Linked DNA regions of Rattus norvegicus: region 1 is linked to region 2. A link is a contact called in public Hi-C data. All regions are on one chromosome and are shown on one strand. The core of a region is the stretch at or near the end of the contact, and the rest is flanking DNA. Distances in the headings are between cores, read along the strand shown.

Region 1 (4,383 bases), core at 1,249-3,748, 1.1 Mb before region 2:
AAAGCAGGACAAGCAACTTAGACTCACATTAGTCCTGGCCAAGAGTAGGGAAAGCCTAGGGATGTTAGAGAGACGGAGATGACTGAACAGTTAGACGCCCAGGGTTAACTGCAGTGGTGAACTCTGCAGCCGACTTCATTAACTTCCCTAGTCACTAGCCTCAAGGATTGGCGATAGGCTGTCACCTCAGTGTGGGGACAGTGGGTATGAGTGGCTCACAGGGTGGAACGCAGCAGATCCCTCCTCATGCATGTGCGATGCAACTTTTCTAGGTTACTACCAGACTTTTGGATACCAGTTTGTGGGACTCTGTGGGTGAACTTCCTCCAAGCTGCCACGCCCTCTCTGTCTGAGTACAGGCAAACTGGAATTTCCAAGACATCCTACTCTGCCATAGCAGGCTTCAACCAGTTATACACAGGAGTTGGCGAGCGACCACAACGCCCCTCCCCCCACTCCCCCATCTCCCCCAGCCACAGCTTCCTGGAAAGGGAATGGTTCCAAGGTATGTACTCCTCATTCCCTAGTGAGCCTACTTAGCTACCGAGAAGCTTGCTTGACAATATTCCCCTTTTCCAAGTGCCCCTTCCCGCCCCCAGCTTCTGGGGATTCTGGAAACAACTTGGCACGTGATGTAAACCAAGAGAGTTCTCAAAGAGAAGTGGTCCACTGTAGTATAGAATAATAATTGAAAACAATATTTGAAAATCAGGTTATATTATTTTTAAAAAGTGACTTTCTTAAGTCAAAACGCTCTTCAGACGTTTAGCTTACACTAGGAAGAGCTGGTTTCCATTTCAAAGTGGAAAAGTTAAACGGTGCGATTCAAGATGGAGAGAGGCGGATCTCTGGGGCTTGCTGACTGAGGGAGCGCATCCAGCCTAACCTCTGGCTTACACATGGATGCACACACGCACACAGACAGACAGACACACACGCATGCACAAGCACGCACACACACAAGCACGCACACATGCACACACACGTACACACACACAAATGCACGCACACACAAATGCACGCGTGCACACACACACACACGCGCGCACACACACACACACACACCAGCCTAAAATGCCAGAACTGAGACTCCTGCCACCTTTCTAGTTTCTCAATTAAAAAAAAAGATGCATTAAACTGAAACGAAACCTATAGTAGATACTCATACTTTAGAAACCTTGTAAAGTCCTAACTGTGAATCTACAGCAAACTTTAATATCCTTTTCAGCTATGAGTTTGCATTTTTAAAGTGTCATTGCCTTTTCAGCATGAGAACCCTCCAGCGGTGAATTCTGGAATACAGAGGGGTCCCTGTGAAACCTATCACTTCCCGCCTATGCTGGCTTAGCCCCCCACTATGTTACACTCTGAGGCAGGTGTTTAGTCTGTATTTGTGAGGCAAATACCTCAGCTGAAGGGAGAACTGGTTTTTTGAAAAGTCGATTTATGAAGAGATCGTAGTTAAGCTTTGCAAGAAAATGAACTGATCTGGGGTCCCCTCCGGAAGGGCCCTTCCCTGCAACTGATAACTCAGAAGGTGGACTATGCCCTCCTGCCTTTGCTTACCTGGTCCCTGTGAACGGTATCTATCTCCTGGGGACCTAGGGATCTGTTAGGCGGTTGCCTTGGAAACCTATAGGCGGTGTTCAGGGCCTCTTGGAGGGCGGGGCCTCGGGAGGTGGCGCTGTAATTCGGAGTGAATTCTTAAGCTTGGGCTTAAATGTAGTCATAATTGTAAAACACCTTTCCCACAGTGTGGAGGCGATGAACAAAGCGAGTGCGTATATTGTCTACTTATGCTCAGACAGCAAACGGGCAAACCTTACCTTAGCTAGAACCGACTCTTAACAGCAGCGCGCGCCCCCTACACGGCACGGTCCCTTTTAGAATTCAGACCGTTAGCCTCACACATAAAATGTGCAAATACCAAAGGCGCTGCATCTAAGTAATTAAGAAAGATTTGTGGGCCATACCGCCACAATATGAGCTTTAATTGACTCTCGTGGGAATAAAATAGGCGACAAAAGAGGGACAATCACTGGCATCCAGGAAACAGGTTTCAGGAAAATAAAGAGTAGATAGGAAGAAACAGACCAATTGCATCACAGAAAAGCTGCTTCAAAAGGAGAACCCAACCACCTGATCTCTTTTCTTTAAAGATCAACATAAACCAGATTTTTTTCTTTTTGTTTGGCTTTTGCCCTTAAGAAAGATGGCACCCTTAGCATCCGCCCTCAGCGACGCCTTGATCTTGTAGCCCCGCCCCTCGCGTCCGGACCTGGCCTGTTGGGAGGCGGGGCTCGGGGAATCCGGAAGCACCGGGCTGCTGCTGTCTCCTGAGGGTTTAGGGTTCCGACGTTGTCATCGTCAGGTGGATCTGGTGTGCTGGGTCTGCGTGCGGAGTCTCCTCTGTCTCCGGGGGGGGGGGGGGGGCCCTGAAACTGTCACGACCTAGGCCGCGGCTTGGTGCCCTGTAGTGAGGCCTCCATTGGCTGGAGCCATGCCCACGGCCGCTGCCCCCATCATCAGTTCGGTCCAGAAGCTGGTGCTCTATGAGACTAGAGCTGTGAGTATCCGCAGCGGCGGGACGGGGCGGGAGGACAGTGCAGCGGGCGTCGGGGGACTCTGTGGAGTCGTAGGGAAGAGGCAGCACCCGGTACAACTCCCCTCTCCTGCAAGCTCCGCTGCAAGCTCGCCTGCCAGGACCATGCAGTCAGGCACTGGTGGGTTTGCACGTCTGTGCTGCTTTGGAACCTTGGCTGGAAAATGTGCATGCAAACAGGTGCTTGTGGCATACAGGAACTGCGCACAGCTTCTGAACCAGTTCCTCTTACTTGCTTTCTCATAATCTTGAAGTTCTTGAGTCCACTCCTTATAGTTAAGTCAGGGGGGTATGAAAAAAAATGTGAACTTTGCCTAGGTAGCTTCTATTTTGCGATTCTGTGATATACCATCACTGTGATTGGTCTTAATCATATGCACAGTTTTTGCTGGTATTCGAGGTTCTGTGACCCGGACACTTCTGTTAATAGTTCTCCGGCTTGCAGAGTGGTGCTAATAGAACTTACTATTTTCTCATTTCTGTGGTTGGGAAACAAAGTTACTATAGTGTGGCTTATCTGAATCTGGCCTTTACCATGATATTAGGGTGTGTGTTTAAGATAATTTACTTCACAGTCACAAACTTATGAGTATCTCGTACGTATATTTTCAGCGAACTGTGGCTAGTCTTCAGTAGGGGGAGTACAAGAAAGTATTTACCTTCCCCCACCCCCGTTTCAGTCATTACACCGTCCTAGTAGTGTCTGTTTTGTTTTATGTGTGTACAACTTCTGATTCTAAATTAATTTGGTAAACAAGTCCATTTGATGGAATCAAGACCAGAAGATGGACAATAGTATTTACAACTATCACCACATCTCCTCAGAGAGCCACGTAGAAATACCCAGTTTTAACACTGAAATAAGACTTTACACTTTTTGTAAAATGGGCTGGTAAATGTCCTTAGTAAGAAACTTAAATACATTGTCACATAGGAAATTTAACTGAGCATTCTGAGGACCTGGCTGAGATGTTGTGTTCTTTATAAAGCAGAATTTCTTTTCCACAAGTCTTCAGTGGCACCCATGCTGAGGAGGGCAAACCCTGTCAGAAATTGTAATTAATTAATTAATTAATTAATATAGTGTGTGTATGTAGTGCACGTCCATGTGTGTGCCCACGTGGAGAAGTGTGGAGGCCAGAGGTTGACTTTAGATGTCTCTCATTAAAGCTGGAGCTTCCATATTGACAGACTGGCTGGCCAATGAGCGTCCCTCCTCCCAGGCTCCGCCTCTCTGCTGCCCCTGAGAGCATATGGCTCTGGGGTTATGGCTTGTTACTGTGTGGGGCTTTTAGTAGGTCCTGGGAATCTTTACCCACTAAACCAAGTTTCCAGACCAGTAACTATTTGTGTGAGTGTGTGTGTGTGTGTGTGTGTGTGCGCGCGCGCGCGTGTGTGTGTGAATGTGTGAGAGTGTGTGTGTGAGTGTGTGAGTGTGAGTATATATGTGAGTGTGTGTGTGTGTGTGTGTGTGTGTGTGTGCATGTGTGTGTGTGTATGCTTGTTGCTATTCATATACAATCTTTGCTTGTCCCCAGGCCATGATGATATTTTGCTTTGTCTCATTGAAAAGATTCACAGTTTTTGCTTTTATGTCACCATCTGTTTTATATTAAAGCCATTTATACATAGTTAGGGCTACTATTGCTATGATGAAACAAATATGACTAATGAAACCTGGCAAAGAATTTATTCAGTTCATACTTCCACATCACCGCCCATCACTGGAGGAAGTCAGGACAGGAACTCACACAGGGCAGTAGCTGATGCAGAGGCCATGG
Region 2 (4,796 bases), core at 1,566-4,065:
TAATGAGGCAAGTCTCAGATATCTCGGGTTGGCCTCAAACTCTTTCTGTAGTTAAGAACAGCTTTGAGCTTCTCATTTTCTTGCCTCACCACTTTGAGTGGTAGGATTACAGCCATGTGCCACAGCGGCCAGTTTATGAACTGTTGGAAATCAAACTCGATTTTGTGCATGCCAGCCACTCTACCAAATAGTCTACCTGCCCAGGCCCTGTAAGCACCCGATGTCTTTGTCTTGGTATATCAGAGAGTCTCTTGTAAGGGAGGGTCTCTATGTAGCCAAAGGCGACCTTGAATATTTCGGCCACCTCTTCCTCTTATGGAGTCCTGAGAAAACAGGCATGCACCTCCACATTTATGTGGTGCTATGATGGAGTCAGGGCTTCCAGCTTGTTAGGCACTCTGCTAACTGGGCCACATCCCTTTGGGGAATCAAAGAAATTTCATCATAGACTTTGGTACCGTATGCAAATCTTATGATCTTCTCCGCCTTTGCCTTTTCCTCCCCCCCCCTTCCTCTTCTTCTTCACAGTGTCTCACTACGAAGCCTTGGCTGGTCTAAAGTTCACTCTGGAAACCAGTTCCAAATGCTGGGACATCACAATTGCTTGTGCCATCACTCTCAGCTATTTTTGTTTTAACGTGTGGTCCACAGACCATTAATGTAGGTGAAACACCTATACACGTAAAAATAATGAAATGAAAATAAAGATTTATGATTTATTTTCACAGCTATTATTACTCTATCTAGCTGGAATACTTAGGTTTGCTCTAGTTTGCTTTAGTTGTGCAATGGTTGCTTGCAAATGGCTCCTTGTTATTATTTTCTAGTAGATTCTCAACTGAATTCCTTAGACCAGAGCATCCGTATGATCTACTCATTTGCTATCTGTCCTACCCTGAACTTTCCATAATTAGATCCCCGGAGCTTCAGGGATCTGGAGAAACCTTCCAACTCATTGTGATACAGCTGAAATTTGAAGCCGCCTTACTTAGCTAGCTCCAAGTAGTTTTCGCCCCGCCCCGCCCCGCCCCGCCCGCCCCGCCCCGCCCCGCCCCGCCCATTGGCAGTGGCAGTTGGGCTAAAGTTTTTTTTTGGTTTTTTTTTTTTTTGTTTGTTTGTTTGTTTTTAAGACAGGGTTTCTCTGTGTAGCCCTGGCTATCCTGGAACTCACTCTCTAGATCAGGCTGGCCTTCAAACTCAAAGATCTTGCCTCTGCCTCCCGAGCGCTGGGTATAAAAGCGTGGGCCACCACCGCCAGGCAAGGATCCAGGGTTTTTATTGAAGGTTTCAGGCAAGCGCTCTGCCATTGAGCTACATCCCAAAGCTTGCACTTCATTTTCTCATCCATGTAAGGTACAAGTTTACAACAGAATAACAAAAACTTACTGTATATAACTTATGTAACCGCAAAATGTTCATTTCTGAAACAAAATGTTACCTCTAAAGGATCTTTTACAAGAATTATGGTATAAAACATGGCATGGTGGTGTATACCTTTAATTCCAGCACAGGCAAAGGCAGGAGGAGGCAAGCCTGATCTACAAGATGAGTTTCAGAACAGCCAGGGCAGTTATAAACAGAGAAACCCTGTCTCGAAAAGCCAAAAAGAGAGAGAAAAGAAAGCAATAAACTTTCTCATATAAGCTTTTCATATAAAAGAATAATAAGGAGCAGATTGTTAAGTCACTTGTCGCCTCCTAGTGGCAGTGTTTGAATATTGCGATCAATATCACATTTAAAAACATAGAAACTGTTTCTGGATCCCTTCTCCCTTCTTATTTAGTTAATAGTATTCAAAAAAAGCCTTTTAAAAAAAGTTAGTGGGGGAAAAATAAAAAGGGGGTGGGGGCTGGAGAAATAGCTCAGCGGTTAAGAGCACCGACTGCTCTTCCAGAGGCCCTGAGTTCAACACCCAGCAAGCACATGGTGGTTCACAACCATCTGTAATGGGATCTGATGCCCTCCTCTGGTGTATCTGAAGACAGCTACAGTGAACTTGTGTATGATACATTTAAAAAAAAAGTGGGGCACGTGACCATGCAGGCACTGTCATAAGACAACATGAAAAGCAATCCAGTCACCAGCAGCTTTAGCACGAAAAAAACCTTTAGTTTTAGCTGTAGAGAGAAGAAACAGGAAAACACAATGAAAACCTTCTTCAAATGAAAAAGGACCTAGCTGTGACCAGACCTAGAGACGTTTTGTGGTCAGCTTGCAGCCATACCTACTCGCAATGACTAGGTATTAACACCAAGGTTAGTTCTAATCTTTAAACAAGGAATAAAAAGAAACCACTCAGACTGCGTTCTCTCCCTCTCGAACCTCAGAGAGGATCGAGAACGATCATCAATGGCCAATAGCAGTTGCAGGAAGCAACACTAAGAGCCGGCTTCACGCTCAGGAGAGAACGCTACGTCTCCTCCTCGTGGTTTCGGGTGCTCTACACAGTCAGAGAAACTTCTCTAGTAACGAACTATAGAAATGATCCCTGAAAGTATAGTCTTGCCTGAGCACTGCCAACCGCCACGACGTCACACGCGGCAGCCCATTTTTTACAAATGGTGACATTTCCCCCCCCCACCCCGCAATAGTCTCCAAAGAAATACCACACACATGCATTTCGAAGCTGAGTTTATATAGTCTTTTGCAAAAAAAAATCATCCTGAATAATTATTAACTGTAAACTAACTCAGATTTACGTCCATAATTAACATATCGAAGATGGCAGCCAATCATACGCCAGTGTCTTCAGTCGCCCAAACAAAACCACTTCCGGACCGGTTTTTAAAGGGTGTGTGCGGTTTCTTAGGTTGCATTTTGTTGTGAGATGGGTGTTTGTTTCCTCTCCTTTCCGGATTGCACCCTTGCAATCTTCCCCGGGTAACATTCGGTAGCATCGCTGCTGCGTTTGTGTGAACTATGTAGCCACCCTGGCCTAGAGTTTGCGTTAATCTTCTTCCCTCCGCACCTTTAGTTGCTGGGATGAAAGGTGTAGGCCACCATTGATTCTCTAGTCTTATGTGCAGCAGACAATGTATGTGAGGTTTTTAAGTAGGAGGTGGATGCAGTTGATTAGCTCATCTCAGCTACTTACTGAGTTCAGAGCAGCCTGAGCTCTATGAGCCACGTTCCTCAAAGTGGGGCTAAATATCCTAAATTCCCAAAGCTCGGAGCGTGTTTTAGTCTCCACGAGGGAGCCCCTTACGGAAGCCTGGCGTCGCCATCTTGCTCCCTGGCGAGGCGTGTGTGCGTCATGCGCCGCAATGGCCGGATAGGGGACGCCGCTGCCCGTATCTAAGATGGCGGCTGCAGGGGGCGTGGCCAGCGATGGAGTCTCTGAGCGCTATGGCGGCGGCAGTGGATCCCAGTTGGGAGGACGAAGATGAGGAGGAGGAAGAAGAGGAGATAGAGGAGGTTGTAAACGCGGGCCAGAGGCCTGCAGGGTCGGCGTTCTTGGCTGAGCCACCCCAGGGTGGGGAAAGGAGTCCAGGATGCGGACAGCGTGAGGGAGGCCCGTAGATCGCTCGCTTGCTTTCAGAAGCCTGAGAAGCCTTGGAGGGCTAGCTCCAGTTCGGATTTACCCATTCTAGAAAGAATTGAGGTAGTCTGGGCTGTTCCAGAGGTAGTAGGTTTCCACCAGAAACTAGATCGAGTTTTCGCAGAGGAATTTGGGGCATTTCTTGTTTACTGTCCCCTATTAACCTTATTAATACAACCTTACTAACTTATACTTATACGTATACAACCTTATTAACTTTGCTTTCTTCCACCAGGAGCAGTTTGTTCTGGTGGAATTGTCAGGAATTATTGATACAGACTTTCTCTCCAAATGTGAAAATAAATGCAAGATTTTGGTGAGTCTTAGAATTCGGGGAGTGTTGTAGCTACAGAAAGCCATCCCGTCTTCAAAAAACCTGGAGAAGACACAATCTATAGTATTAAGTTATTGCCTGATGGTGGTGCATACCTTAATCCCAGCACTCTCAAGGCAGAGGCAGGAGGATCTCTTGAGTCTGAGGCCTGCTTGGTCTGCAGAGAGAGTCCCCAGGGCTATTACACAGAGAAATCCTGTCTTGGGGGCTGGGGGGGGGGGGATGAAGTTAATTGTTATAAAAGTTTTTGGGCAAAATCCTTGGCTCCAAATATTTAAACAAGCTAATTTCTGCCACTTACCCAAACATACCAATCAGAGATTAGTAGTATGGTGGACATAGCAAGTTCCAAGACAGACAGACCCATAGAGAGACCCTGTCTCAAAACAACAGAAAGTCTACTCAGGCATAGTGAACATACTCTTAATCCCGCTCAATGCATGGGAAGCCCAAACAGGCATATCTCAGTGGGTTGAGGCCAGCCTGGGCTACATAGTAAATTCCAAGCCAGCCAGGAAACAGAAACCCTGTTGAAAAAACAAACAAAGAAAAACCCTGTAAAACAAAAACCAGAGATGAACAGCAGGATAAGGGAGATTTAAACAGTGTGGCCATGTTGGAAGGAGATAATCCACAAAGGGCTGACAAGAACTTTGATGTTATATAGAAAAGGGAATATGGAGGCAGAATAGGTGATCTTGGCCAGACCTATGGTCCTGTTGATCACCATTTTGGTTCTGGTTCTGTAAGGGGTTCTAGAGAAATTAAAAAAAAAAAAAAGTCACCCAAGAGGGAGGGGCAAAATGGTTGCCTTGATATTACTGCTCCTGCTGTAGTCTACGTCCTGCCGTGGGTTGGTGAGTGAGTGGTCTTTCAAAGCTTCTGTTATTTGGCATTAATTCAGGTCTCTTGTCAGAAAGCTGT

What was found. Hi-C and Micro-C count contacts between places; a contact is called where the count stands out from the background.
Region 1: a Hi-C map of liver shows a contact between it and region 2, with 6 times the contacts expected there. The contact joins the promoter of Fig4 here to the promoter of Gtf3c6 in region 2. A contact is called at or near these places in 2 of 12 Hi-C or Micro-C datasets (frontal cortex and liver).

Annotation. Positions count from the first base shown.
Region 1 is chr20:46,304,592-46,308,974 of GRCr8, reverse strand. It overlaps Fig4 (FIG4 phosphoinositide 5-phosphatase), which reads left to right and starts at 2,498. Exons shown (of 23, transcript NM_001047096.1): 1 at 2,498-2,566. The coding sequence starts at 2,501. It overlaps Ak9 (adenylate kinase 9), which reads right to left and starts at 1,875. Exons shown (of 40, transcript XM_017601822.3): 1 at 1,827-1,875.
Region 2 is chr20:45,220,907-45,225,702 of GRCr8, reverse strand. It overlaps Gtf3c6 (general transcription factor 3C subunit 6), which reads left to right and starts at 2,815. Exons shown (of 6, transcript NM_001108537.1): 1 at 2,815-3,414; 2 at 3,774-3,854. The coding sequence starts at 3,328. It overlaps LOC120099037 (small nucleolar RNA U3), which reads right to left and starts at 2,504; the gene lies at 2,291-2,504.